Regions from separate parts of the Sus scrofa genome. Here region 2 is linked to region 1. A link is a contact called in public HiChIP or PLAC-seq data. All regions are on one chromosome and are shown on one strand. Each heading gives the region's core, a stretch centred on a gene start, on an enhancer-like site or on the middle of the called end of the contact. The rest is flanking DNA. Distances are from core to core; before and after follow the strand shown.

Region 1 (6,034 bases), core at 1,035-3,534:
AGGATGTGATCCTATATACAATGAACTGTTACTCAGCCATAAAAAGAATGAAATAAACCATTTGCAGCAATGTGCATGGACCTAAAGATGATCTTACTAAGTGAGGTAAGTCAGAGAGAGACCATTTATACGTGGAATCTAAAAAAATGATACAAGGCTGTACAGCACAGGGAACTGTGTCCAGTCTCTTGGGTTAGAACATGATAGTATAAAAAACGTATAGTATTAAAAAAAAAAAGACAGTATTAAAAAAAGTGTATTTGTACGTGTGGCTGAGTTACTTTGCTGTACAACAGAAATTGAAGTAACATTGTAAACCAGCTATACTTTCATAAAAAGTTTTTTAAAAATATAGTTCTTGTTATGGTTTAAGAACCTGACTTGTATCCATGAGCATGTGGGTTTGATCCCTGGCCTTGGCCCACGGGTTAAGGATCTGGTGTTGGTGCAAGCGGTGGAGTAGGCTGCAGATGACGCTTGGATTTGGCACTGCTGTGGCTGTGATGTAGGAGCAGATCCGATTTGAAATTTGACCCCTAGCTGGGAACTTCCCTGTGTCGTGGGTGTGGCCCCCTAAAAAAAGTGATACAAATGAACTTAATTACAAAATAGAAACAGAGGAACAGACAAAATAAACTTACAGTAACTGTAACAGAGCTCCTGCCCTGTGGGGCCCCTAGGCACACAAGCCTTTCTGTTTTTAGGGAATACGCCTCAGCCTCCATGACCTTCCCTGAGTTCCAAAGGGCAGTGGCTAATCAGGGGAGGGAGGGGATGCAGAGACCAGGGAGGAGCAGTGGAGCCTTGGGGCAGGGTCCTGGTTCCTCCTTAAGGAATATACATAATACATAACAATATCTTTGAGCCTTTCCGTAGAACTAAAACTCTCAAGAAATGGAAGAATTACTCGAAGAAGGATTTTTCATTCTGGGAATGAAGGGGGACCACCAGCACCAGTCCTGGGGCCACTAAACATCTTTTTGTTTGTTTGTTTGTTTGTTTTAGGGCCCCACCCATGGCATATGGAGGTTCTCAGGCTAGGGATTGAGTCAGAGCTGCAGCCACTAGCCTACGCCATAGCCAAGAGCAACATGAGATCTGAGTGGCCGCTGCAACCTACACCACAGCTCACAGCAACATGGGATACTTAAAATCACGGATCAAGGCCAAGGATCTAACTTGCGTCCTCATAGATGCTACTCAGATTCGTTTCCACTGAGCCACGATGGGAACTCCTAAACATCAGCTTTGAAAGACAATACAAGCTTGCCTCTACCCTGATTCTTATCTGTAAGGGCACAGTCTTTAAGGCAGTAGTCTGCTGTGGCCCCCTCTGCCTGGCAAAGCAATAAAGCTATCTTTTTCTCCTTCACCCAAACTCTGTCTCTGCGTTTCTGTTCAGCAATGGTGGACAGAGGCCTGGGTTCAGGCTAGGTTCAAGTCCTAAGTGCTGTCAGTTTCGATACTACACAGAAATGAGAACAAATGAACTTCAACCACATGCCACCAATTAAATGTTAAGTGAAAGAAGCCAGATACCAAAGAGTATGTCTTGTAGATTCTATTTAGATGAGGACATGAAGGCAAAATTAATTTATGAGGTTAGGAATCAGAAGGTCCATTACCTTGGGGGAGGCTGTGACTAGATGGGGCTAGGAGGGGCCTCTGGGTTGGCTTATCATTCTCCATTTCATCATTTAGGTGATTACATAGTATATTCTCTTATCAAGTTGTATAATACTGAACCCAAACCAATAAAAAAGCCAGTTATTTCATCTCCAAAATGGGTTTATCCAGAGACAAATCAGTTGCAATTCAGGATTTACAACTTAAGAGGAACCAGAGGCAAGTCCAAAGAGCAACGGAAGAGAGCCTGGTTTTATAGGGAAAAGGGGCAGTTCCCATTGTGGCTCAGCAGTAAGGAACCAAACTAGTATTCATGATGACTCCGGTTCAATCCCTGACCTCCCTCAGTGGGTTAAGGATCCAGCATTGCCTTGAGATGTGGTGTAGGTCACAGACACAGAACGGATCTGAAGTTGCAGTGGCTGTGGTGTAGGCCAGCAGCTGCAGCTCTGATTCAATGTCTTGCCCAGGAACTTCCAAATGCAGTAGATGCAGCCCTAAAAAGACAAAAAGAAAATAGGTTAATCATTTTACTTTATCAGGAATGCTAATTTCTTCCCTGAAGGAGGTTGTAAATTACCCTGGCAGAGTTTATTTCTAAATTTTATAGTAGGATTAATATAGCATGTGATCTGGCGCCTCTGTCTCCACATCGCTCTCATGCTACAAGAATTTTCTCGGTTCCTGGCATCTAAGTGATCCTTGCCTTGTCAGGGCCTGAAATAAGGTATTTCCTCTGCCTGGAGCTATTTCTTCTTCTTCCGTGTCAGCTTAAACAACCCTGCCCCCCAAAATATTAAGAACCCTTCAGTTACTCTTTAACTTTCAGTTTCTTTCCCCTGGGGCATTATCGATTTTTATATACATAAAGACACTATGTTTCCATCGCCCATCATTGCACTTAGCCATGTAGAAGCTCATAAAGTATCCAACCAAGATCCTCTCTTGAAAATAGGACTGAACAAATTTTTGCAGGAGGCAATGAAATGCCAGCTCTGATTAAAAATCTTTCTGGGCTCTTGCGCGTAATCTTACAACCTCGAGCCAAAAACTTAAGACACTGAGCTTCAGGATACCTATTAAATGGACATAATAGTAGCTTCCTTAGTACAGTTGTGAGGGTTAAACGATTTATCCTTTTATACTGTCGAACCCTGTCAGTGCTCCCAAATCCAGCATTTAAGAGTCTTCCACCTACTACGTTCTAGGTTCTTAAACTCTGCCAAAGCACTACCAAGGCCCGCCCTCTCACACTGCCCAAGGATAACATCCACGACCGAGGTCTCTAATGACGTCATCTCCGGGCCCTTTCGGCTTCATCCTCCGGAAACCTACAACTCCAGGCACCCGGCCACCAGCTTTCGGTTATTTTTTTTTTTCTCCGTAGCTCGAATTCCTTCTCTCCCATTCTTCTGCCTAAACCTTTCGACTCTTCCCGCTGTCTCTCAGGCTGGCAATTCTCTGTTGCCCGCCTGCTCTCAGGCGAATTCCTCAAACTCTCTTACTCTATTAATCGCCTCATCCGCCACACACTTCAGTTCTTTCTGTCTAAATGCTATTACCGCCGCCCGGCCTCACTCGGCTGTTTCCGCCTCCTGTCACCCACCCTTGGCACCGCCTTCGGTTCTTTCCGGATCACCTCGGTTCCTCGTTTCTGCCCACCCCCGCCAGTCCCGACTCGCCTCGGCTATTTCCGGCTCCCCGGGCCTTCCCATTCTTTCTCTAGCTCCACCCACATCGACACCTTCGGCCTTTTCCGCCGCCCTTCGTGTCTCAGCTCCACGTGACACAGCCTCCCTGCTCCCCCTCCCACCTCGCCCTTCCTCCCGCCTCAGCCTCTGGGCTTATCCGGGCCGAGCCGCCATTTTGTGTGAATTTCTGACTGCGGCGGAGGCCGGGCAGCTGGGGCACCTAGGGCGGGCGGGCAGACAGACAGTCGGCCCGTCTCCGCGGCCCGTCTCCTTCCCCTAAAATCCTTTTTTTTTTTTTTTTTTTTTTTAAATCCCCTTTGCTCGCTCTCCTCTTCTCCCCTTCCCCCTCGCTTGCTCCATCGCGCGCGGCCCGCGCTAATTACACCGAACCACCCACCAGTGTCCGTGTCCTCCGGGTCTCCGACCCTCCCCCGGGCCCGCGAGGGGGTGTGTGTGTGGGGGGGGCCCTCTCGCCCCAATGAGGGCCCCGCGCCCGTGAGCGAGTGAACCTAGAGGCGGGCTGCGGAGAAAGCAGGCGGCGAGCGGCCCTCTGAGGCCAAGGCCGCGCGGCCTACGCGGAGGTCGGCGCAGAGGTGATTCCGAAACCGAAAAAATATATACTCATTCCTGTCAGGAGCCCTCCGAGCTGAAGTGTGCCCCTCCCGCCACGCCCAAGCAGTCCTTTTTCGTGCATTAACATCCCCTCCCCCCCAAAGGAACTATGGAGGCCGCGCCCGGGACCCCCCCGCCGCCGCCATCAGAGTCGCCGCCGCCGCCATCGCCGCCACTGCCATCAACGCCTTCGCCTCCTCCGTGTTCCCCCGACGCCTGCCCGGCCACCCCGCACCTCCTCCACCACCGCCTCCCGCTCCCTGACGACAGGTCAGGCCCCCGGCCCGGCCGGGGCAGCGTCCCCGGGGGGAGGAAGAGGAGGAGGAGGAGGAAGGGGGGAGGCCGCCATGTTGGGCCGGGCCACGGAGGAGGAGGAGGAGGAGGAGGAGGAAGGGCGGGGTCGGTGGGTGTCTCTCGCTCGCTCGCTCTTTCTCGCTTGCTTTCTCTCCTGGCCTCATGCGTTTCCCCCCCCTCGCGGCGCTCGCCCGCTCTCCCTCGCTCTCGCTCTGTCTTTTTTGGGCGCCATGCTGAGGGGAAGGTGAGGAGGCGCCCCCCGGACCCCCCGCGCCCGCCCGCCCGCCCTGGGGAGGGGGCGCCGAGGGGGGCTTCGGAGGCCCACTGGGGTCCTGGCTGCCCCTGCGCCCGGAGCTGGCAGCCTCGGGCCCGCCTGCCCGTCGCCTGGCTTCGGGGAAGGGGTTGGGGGAGGGGCTCCCGGACCTTTTTGGGGGAGATCTCGAGCCACAGCCCCGCTCTTAGGGGTTTGGAGTTGGGGGTCTCCCAGCCCCCCGCAATATCCTTTCTCCTGGGGGAGGTGTGCCCTGCCCTTTTTGGAGAGGTCCCCTAGCTTTCGTAGGAGGCAGAAAGTGGGGGTTCGTTCACGTCTTTATCCATCCTAACGGGGGGGTTCCCTTTCGGTGGGGGCTCTAGGACTTTTGGCGGGAGGTGTTTCCGAGCTGTTCCCTAGAGGGCAGAACTGGGGGGATCTCTAGCCCCCTTTCGAAGCCCCTGCCTCTCTGTGGGGGAGAGGAAGCCCATGTCTTTTCGTTAAAGGGAAGGGTCCTCCTGCTTTTTGTAGGTAGGTGATGCGTTTAGGGGAGGGAGCTGGTGAGGTTAGGTTTCCCTGCCCTGGAGAGGAGAGGAAGTTGCTCCCCTCTTTCTTGTGGGGGGTCCCTCTTCTTTCGAGCTAAAACGGGGCGCCATCCCTTCCGGGAGAGAAAACGAGGTTTCCTTGCGCCTTGGCAGAGGGCGAAAGGGAGCGCCCCCTTTGCCTTTAGTAAGTGCGAAATGGGTTCGCCTCCTGCCCTTCTCTGGAGGGAGGGTGATAAGGGGGCCAGCCCGGCGCGTTTCAGCGCGAGCTGGGGCCCCGTGTTCCCTGCTCCAGCAGAAGGTCGGGGTGCAGGGTTCGCCCACACTTTCCCGTTGGGGCAGGGGAAGAGGTGGCTAGAGTGTGGCATTGGAAGTGGTGGAAGGGTTTCAGGCGACAGGCAAGTGAGGCTTGGAGGAGTGGGGGTGGGGAGGGGAAGAGAAGGCGCTGGACAGATGGCTGCCCCGTCGCAGCCCGGGGCTGGGGAGGACCCTCCCTTAGACAGGGGTCTTAGCTAGGGCTTCCCTGCCAGGCACCACGGCCCCTTCTCCCCACTCCCACCTCCCCCGTTTCCCTTTCTCCTTCACAGACCATACTTTGCCTTTTAAAAGAAATGCCACCCACATTCAGAGACACAAGTGCAGCAGTTTGGTGAGCTTTTACAAAAATTTTTTTTTTGTTTTGTTCTGTTTTGTTCTAATTAAATGTATCATCCTGGGAATCGCAGCCCATCGCAGCCTGACTCCAGTTCAAGGAAATAAACAGATTAGCAAAGGTCTGTTCGCTAAACCCACGTTGGGCTTCCGGGCCCCCTCTTGGGGGCAGGTGCATTACTCAAAGGTGCTTACACGCTTTATTCGACCTCTAAGGAGTTCTCTTATGTCAGAAGTGTATGTCTTACAATGGGTTGGGATGGTAAGTAGCCTCTTTTATTGAGTAATTCAATTATCTCCCTCTTTTTGTCCCTTTCCTGCCTGCCTTCCTCCTCGCCTTTAGACCAAAGTGATGCTTGAGAGAGTGA
Region 2 (6,034 bases), core at 2,025-4,524, 400 kb before region 1:
CGCCTCCTGCCAGGCCCCGAGGGCCTCTGGGAAGGAAGCTGGCAAAAGGGGGCCGGGCACAGGCCTGTCACTCCTGGGCCTCACTCTTGCTTCCCCCACTCCCCGCCCCCCCACCCAAAAAAATCGGTTCCAGCTCTCAGGAAACACTCACCCTGCAGAGACCTCGGCCCCTCTCCTCCTGCCCCCGGCCCCCTGGAATTATTATTGCTTATGATGCCTGTCGCCTCAGGAAGGGAGCTTTGTGGCTGCGAGGCGGGGCGGGGGGGGGGTCCCTCTAAGGGTCGTCCCCCAGCTCTGCTGACACCTGTGGAGCCCCTCATCCCTGCAGTTGGGGCTGGAGTTCCCGCTCAGCCATGGGACACATGTCCTCTGGACTCAGTTTCCTCGTCTGTAAAATGGCACCATCGCCTGTATTACTGCCCCCCCAGCCCTTTTCCCTCAGCCCAGTCCCCCAGTCAGGGCTGAAGGGGGCCCCAGTTCCAGGAGCTGGAGGGAGAGTGTCCCCAAAGTGGACTTGGTGGCAGGCAGTCCTCACCCACCACAGGGAATTGCTCCAGGAAGGGTGCCGTTTGGCATTGGCCCTAAAGTGCCCAGCACCCAACACTCGTACTCATCCCGACGGGCGCGCCATATTCCACATGCTGAGGGAGAAATAAAAATAACACGTTTGGGGAAAACTTTGAGCCACTGCAAGGTCAGTTAGGGAAATTAAAATTATCCGCAACTGCAGACAGGAGACCCAGGACCGGTGAGCAAATGACCTGCCTGAGGGGACAGAGTCGGACCGGGAGTGTGAGCCCAGGCCAAGGGGAGAATGAATGGGCAGGGGAGGGTCACGCCGGAGGCCACGGGGCAGAGTGGTGAAGGTCCCCAACAGCTCGGCTTCCCTCCCAGCAGGGCTGAGGAGGTCCCAGCTCAGGTGGAGGAAGAGGAGAATGACAGTGGGGCCAATTACCGAGGACCCCCCAAGCCCCACCCGGCGAGGCCTGGGGCCCCCCTTCTCCTGACTCGCACACCTCCAACCCTCAGCTCTCACAGGCAAACAAGCGCTCTGCTCCGGCCACAGGTGAAGGCATCCTGGCCCCCTCCTAGCTTCCCCACACTCCCGACCCCTTCCCCAAACCAGCACTCAAGGGGAAAAACAATTCAGCGGCTCCTTCCTGCCATCATTTACATCTGACACCCAACTGATGCCAAAGGGACAAAGTGCCAAAGAGGGGTGTGGGAGAACCTAACAGTTCCGAGCTGTGTCCGAAAAACGTGAGCCGATTACACATCAGGGCTGTGTGACCCTAGGCCAGTCACTTCGCCTCTCTGAGCCTCCATGAGCCTGTCTGCAAAATGGGAGTAACGTAACTGACCCTACTTCCTCCTGGGGCTGTGGTTGGTGCAGGCACTAGCAGTAGCCTCTCTCTAACAACCTCTGGGGTGTGATTTCCCGCTTCTAGGGGTGGGCAAGGCTGGGGGAGGGCGGGGTAAGTAAGTACAGGGCTTCAGTCCCACTGGACACTGACACGTGGGAAGGGGGTGGTTCCTGAGCTGTCCACCTCCCCTGTTCTCCCACAGCCCCCCCACCCCCCAGGTCAAAGACACCTCACCTCAGGTGAGGGGACAGGTTGCAAACACAGAGAATTTATCAGCAATCTCAGGCCTGGAGTCCAGGGTGTTTCTAAAAACTGTTGCCCTGACGAGTAGCGGCTGGGAAAGGAGGCGTGCGGAAAAGCAAACACTCAAAAACATCCCCCGACTGTGCCACTATAGGAGGGGCTGTGTGACAAAAGGGGCTGCCGCTCCGGGCAGAAGGCTGGGCACGAGCTGCGGCCCACAGTCTGGGAACATCAGAGGGCTGGGACCTGTCACCCCAGCCTCCCGGGGAGAGCTGACACAGCGGCCTCTGACCCCACCTCCCCGGGAAGTTCAGCTGCTCAGAACCACAAAGCAAAACAAAGGGGTGCGGAGATAGGAAGGAGCCGCGCTGCCTTCCAGCCACCGCTGCCTCCCGGGCCCTCCCGCGGCTCCTCGCCCGGGTGGCCGCTGGCCGCGGACCAAGGCCCGGGCAGCCCCTGGTCCCTTGTCTCCCCGAGGCCGCCGGGTGACAGGAGCCGGAGAAGCAGCCGAGGGGCGGCCAGGGATGGGAAAACCAGATGGCTCCATCCCTCCTCCCTCCTCCTCCATCCTTCCCTCCGGGTGCCCGCGGCCTGGCCGCCCTCCGCAGGGGCCCGGGGAGGCCTCGGGCCCGGCTCGTCCGGGCTCACCCCAGGGAAAGGGTTGCCTTTGTCTAAAGGTCACCACCCGAGCGCGGTGCCCGGGCTGGGCCTGGTGCCTCCCATTCCCGGGCCGAGGGGGAGGAGATGGGGGGCCACCCCAAATCTCGGGAGGTGACAGGGGTAAGGCTCCACTCCCTCCTCCCCCCACCCCCCGCAACGGCCCCCTCCGGGACCAGCCAGCTAGCGGGGGGGGGGGTCAACTCCTTTCACTGCTGGGGGGTGGGGGACCAAGTCAACTCCTTTCATTGTTTAGGGGCGGTGGGGAGGGGGAGACCCAGTGGCCTCCTTCCGCATCCATCCCTTCCCAGCCTGCCGGAGGCCCCGTTTCTTCCCGGCACCCCCAGGAGGGATGAGAGGAGGGGGCGCAGGGGACGGGCGAGAGGGGGAGATGAAGGCTCGCCGGCTCCGACAGGGAAGCCACCATCCGCTGCCCCATTGCCCTCCTCTTTCCCGAAAGGCGAGGAGCAGGGCGAGGGGAGGAGGCCCCCGGGCCGGGGGAGGGGGGGTCTCCCCGCCCCTCCCCCCGTGGAACGTTAGGTCTCGTTTTTCCGCCGCTCCATTGTATCCCCGGCAGCCGGCGGGAGGGCCGGGGAGGCACCGGGCGCCGGGTTTGGGCAGAGGAACCCGGGGTGGGGGGTGGGGGTCCCCGCAGGATCGGGGCGGCGGTGATGGTGGGAGAGACGCGAGGAGTCGGGGGGGGGGCTACCGGGGGTGGTGGGCGCCGAGCAAAAAAAGAGGCAGCGGGCGCTGCGCCCCGGTTGGGGGGCTGAGTGTGTGAGTGTCGGGGGGTGGGTTCGGCCCCGGCTCCGGCTCCCCCCACACACACCCTCGCCGCCAACCCCCACTCCCCCCTCGCTTTTGCGCCCTGTCACAGCCCCGACTCGCAGGTAGAGAGAGTTAAGAGATTTAAAGAGAAATTGCTACATTGTGAGAAACTCACCCTGATGTTTGAGCAGCCGTCGGCGCGGGGTCTCCGAGACGGCCCCGCACGGGCTGCAAAGGGAGGACCCAGAAGGGGCCGACCGGCCGGGCCGGTCAGCGCACTGCCTGATCGCATGGCGGCCGCCCGGCAGCCTCCGCCAGGCCCCTGCCGCCGCCCCGCGCCGCGGCCCGGGCGCCCCGGACCCGCGCCCGCTCCGGGCAGGACCCCTCGGGTTTGCAAAAAAAAAAAAAAAAATTTTTTTTTTAATTAAATGCAAAAGAAAAAAAAAAAACCTTGCAGGTTTTGTGTCCCGCCCCCCCTCTCCTCCTCCTCCTCCTCCTCCTCCCTCCGCCCTCGCCGGGGGACGAGCTTGGAGGAGGCCCCGCCCCGCGACTCGGCAAACCAGCTACCGCTCTGGGCGCGGAGCGGCGGGCCCGCCAGCGAATGGGAGGCTGCGGACGCCCCGGGAGGGTGACCTCCGCACCGGCACCGCCCCCTCCCTCGCTCAAGTCCCGGGGGTTCGGGGCGCGTCTTCCCAGGCTCCGTTGGAGCCTCCCGACTACATCGAGCGATGTTCTGGACTAGGGGGGAAGGCTAAACGGATTCGCACTCCCGGATCCCGGGCGACCGGCCCGGCTGGGGAGGGGGCTCCGTGCGCCCCGGCCGCGCCCCGACGCTGGGGACGGTCGCCGGGTAGGAGAACGCGTCCAAGGGGAGCGCCGAAGGTTCGAAAAGGTAGCGGGAGTCGTGGATGGAGAAGGGAGGCCCCGCAGGTGGAATCTCGAAGGAGCCGGGAGTCGGAGCCAAAAAGCTGGAAGGCTGGGGAGCGGGGGCGGTGCTTTGGGGACACAGGCCTGGACCCCAAACGCGGCTCGCTCACTCACCTCTGTCGGTTCTCTGAGCTGCCGCGGCCTGGAGGCGGGCGCCGGGGAAGCGGATCCGACCTCTCTTAGAACCTCTCCTCGAGGTCTCTCGGGCCGCGCAGATGGGATTCCCAGAAGCCCCGGGACGCCTCGGTGGTGTTGGGTCTGCTTCCGCCCCGCCGGGCCGAGAACGCCTTGCGGGCGTGACACTCAGATGGGCGCGTTTCTTCGGCGAACGCATGCTGAGCGCCTACTGTGTGCCCTGCGCCGGGCTCGGAGCCCAACGAGGACCCAGATAGCTACGAGCTACCCTCCCCAAGCGCTCAGGCCGAGGCGGCTTATATTCTGGTCGCTTAATACCTTCAGTTTCCCCGGTTCCCTGAAAAGCTAGGCGCATACCCCACGAAGCTGCTCAATACATGTGTGTTGAATAAATAAGTGATTGAGAGCTATGTGTTTTTAAGCTTTAGATCTGATCCTAGTTTCTCGGCGGCACTACTGTTATTTACGAGACCACGGAGGTAAAGGGCCCTGACTCAAACCCGGGAGCTCCTGGTTCCCATCCTGCCACTTGTTTACTGTGTGACCTTGGGCAAATGACTTCACCTCTCCGCTCCTCCATTTCCAAGAAGAAATCAATACTAGGTCTCACTTAGAGGGTTAGTAGGAGAAAATGACTTCTCTCGGAGAGCGGAACCTGACAGGAAGCGCCAGATAAGTGCAGACCGTTATTATTATTGATTATTATATAAAAAGGGAACCTGATCAACTCCAGAACTTAACACACGCATTGCTCCAAACAGAAAACAGTGGTCAATCTATGACTAACGTGGTGGTCATCCGCCACCCACTGAGATAGGGGACCCTTAGGGAACAGCCATATACACAGACATTATTTTGGAGCAGCTTTATTATTTGTTGGCTAAGATTGACACTCAGTTACACAGCTTGAATCCTGTCTCGATGGCTTTTTTCCAGTCTTCACCAGGAAGAGACCCTCAGTCACCTCTATCTAGAGACCTTTAGTTAGTCCCATCTTACGGGCGTAGAAAACTAAACTGGCCCAAAGAGGGAAAGTGTTTTGCCCAAGCTCCCACAAGCAGGAAGTGAGACCTGATCTGAGCCAGGTGCCACTCCTGGCTCTCAGAGCTGCTGACCCTGGGGAACCTCAGAACTTGGGAACTGACTGGGGTTCCAAGTTAGCAGATTTGAGGCGCTGCAGGGGATGACTGTCCAAGTTCACTCATCCAGGAAGTATTGTTGATGAGTATCTAGTGTGGGTGGGGAATATAGTGTCACCCTGGTTCCTGCCCCATCGATACCCCTACCCCACCCCCACCCCCAGCCACTGTCTATTAGGGGATACAGACAATGAGAAAATAAGCAAATAGGTCTCTTAGCCTGTTTCCCTGGCCCTCAGTGGCAGGTTCCAGGCTTCCAGTGGCATTACGCCTGCTACACATACCCCCCAAAATAGTGTACCCAGCACTTAGTGCTCAAGAAAGGTATGCTAGGAGTTCCTCTTGTGGCTCAGTGGTAACAAACACAACTAATATCCCTGGCCTCATTCAGTGGGATAAGGATCCAGAGTTGCCATGAGCTAAATTGTAGGTTGCAGATGTTCAGATCCCATTGTGGCTGTGGCTGTGGCTGTGGTGTAGGCCAGCAGCTGCAGTTCTGATTTGCCCCCTAGCCTGGGAGCCTAGGAACTTACATATGCCGTGGGTTCAGCCCTAAAAAGCAAAAAAAAAAAAAAGAAAGAAAAGTTCTGCTAAACAATGAGATAATGCCCACACAAACAGGCATTCTCCATCTCTTAGGAAGATGGTCTGAAGACCAGGAGGCTTGTATTGTGCCTGGGTGTGAAAGAAGCCCCCAATCTGGCCATGGCTGGCAAAGCCCTGGGAGGTCAAACATCCAAGGCCAGAGGAGAGGTCGACATGGTCCCCAAATTTTAAGAGACCTGCTCTTCTTGGGGGGGG

Evidence for each region. HiChIP or PLAC-seq counts read pairs in DNA pulled down with a chosen protein or histone mark.
Region 2: an H3K27ac HiChIP or PLAC-seq map of alveolar macrophages shows a contact between it and region 1. The contact joins the promoter of BICRA here to the promoter of ZC3H4 in region 1. A contact is called at or near these places in 1 of 5 promoter capture datasets (liver) and 2 of 2 datasets of contacts at active chromatin or transcription factors (alveolar macrophages and skeletal muscle).

Annotation. Positions count from the first base shown.
Region 1 is chr6:52,934,965-52,940,998 of Sscrofa11.1, reverse strand. ZC3H4 (zinc finger CCCH domain-containing protein 4) reads left to right here and starts at 2,284. Exons shown (of 16, transcript XM_005664626.3): 1 at 2,284-2,990; 2 at 4,034-4,199. The coding sequence starts at 2,915.
Region 2 is chr6:53,336,406-53,342,439 of Sscrofa11.1, reverse strand. BICRA (glioma tumor suppressor candidate region gene 1 protein) reads right to left here and starts at 3,274. Exons shown (of 17, transcript XM_021094645.1): 1 at 3,208-3,274.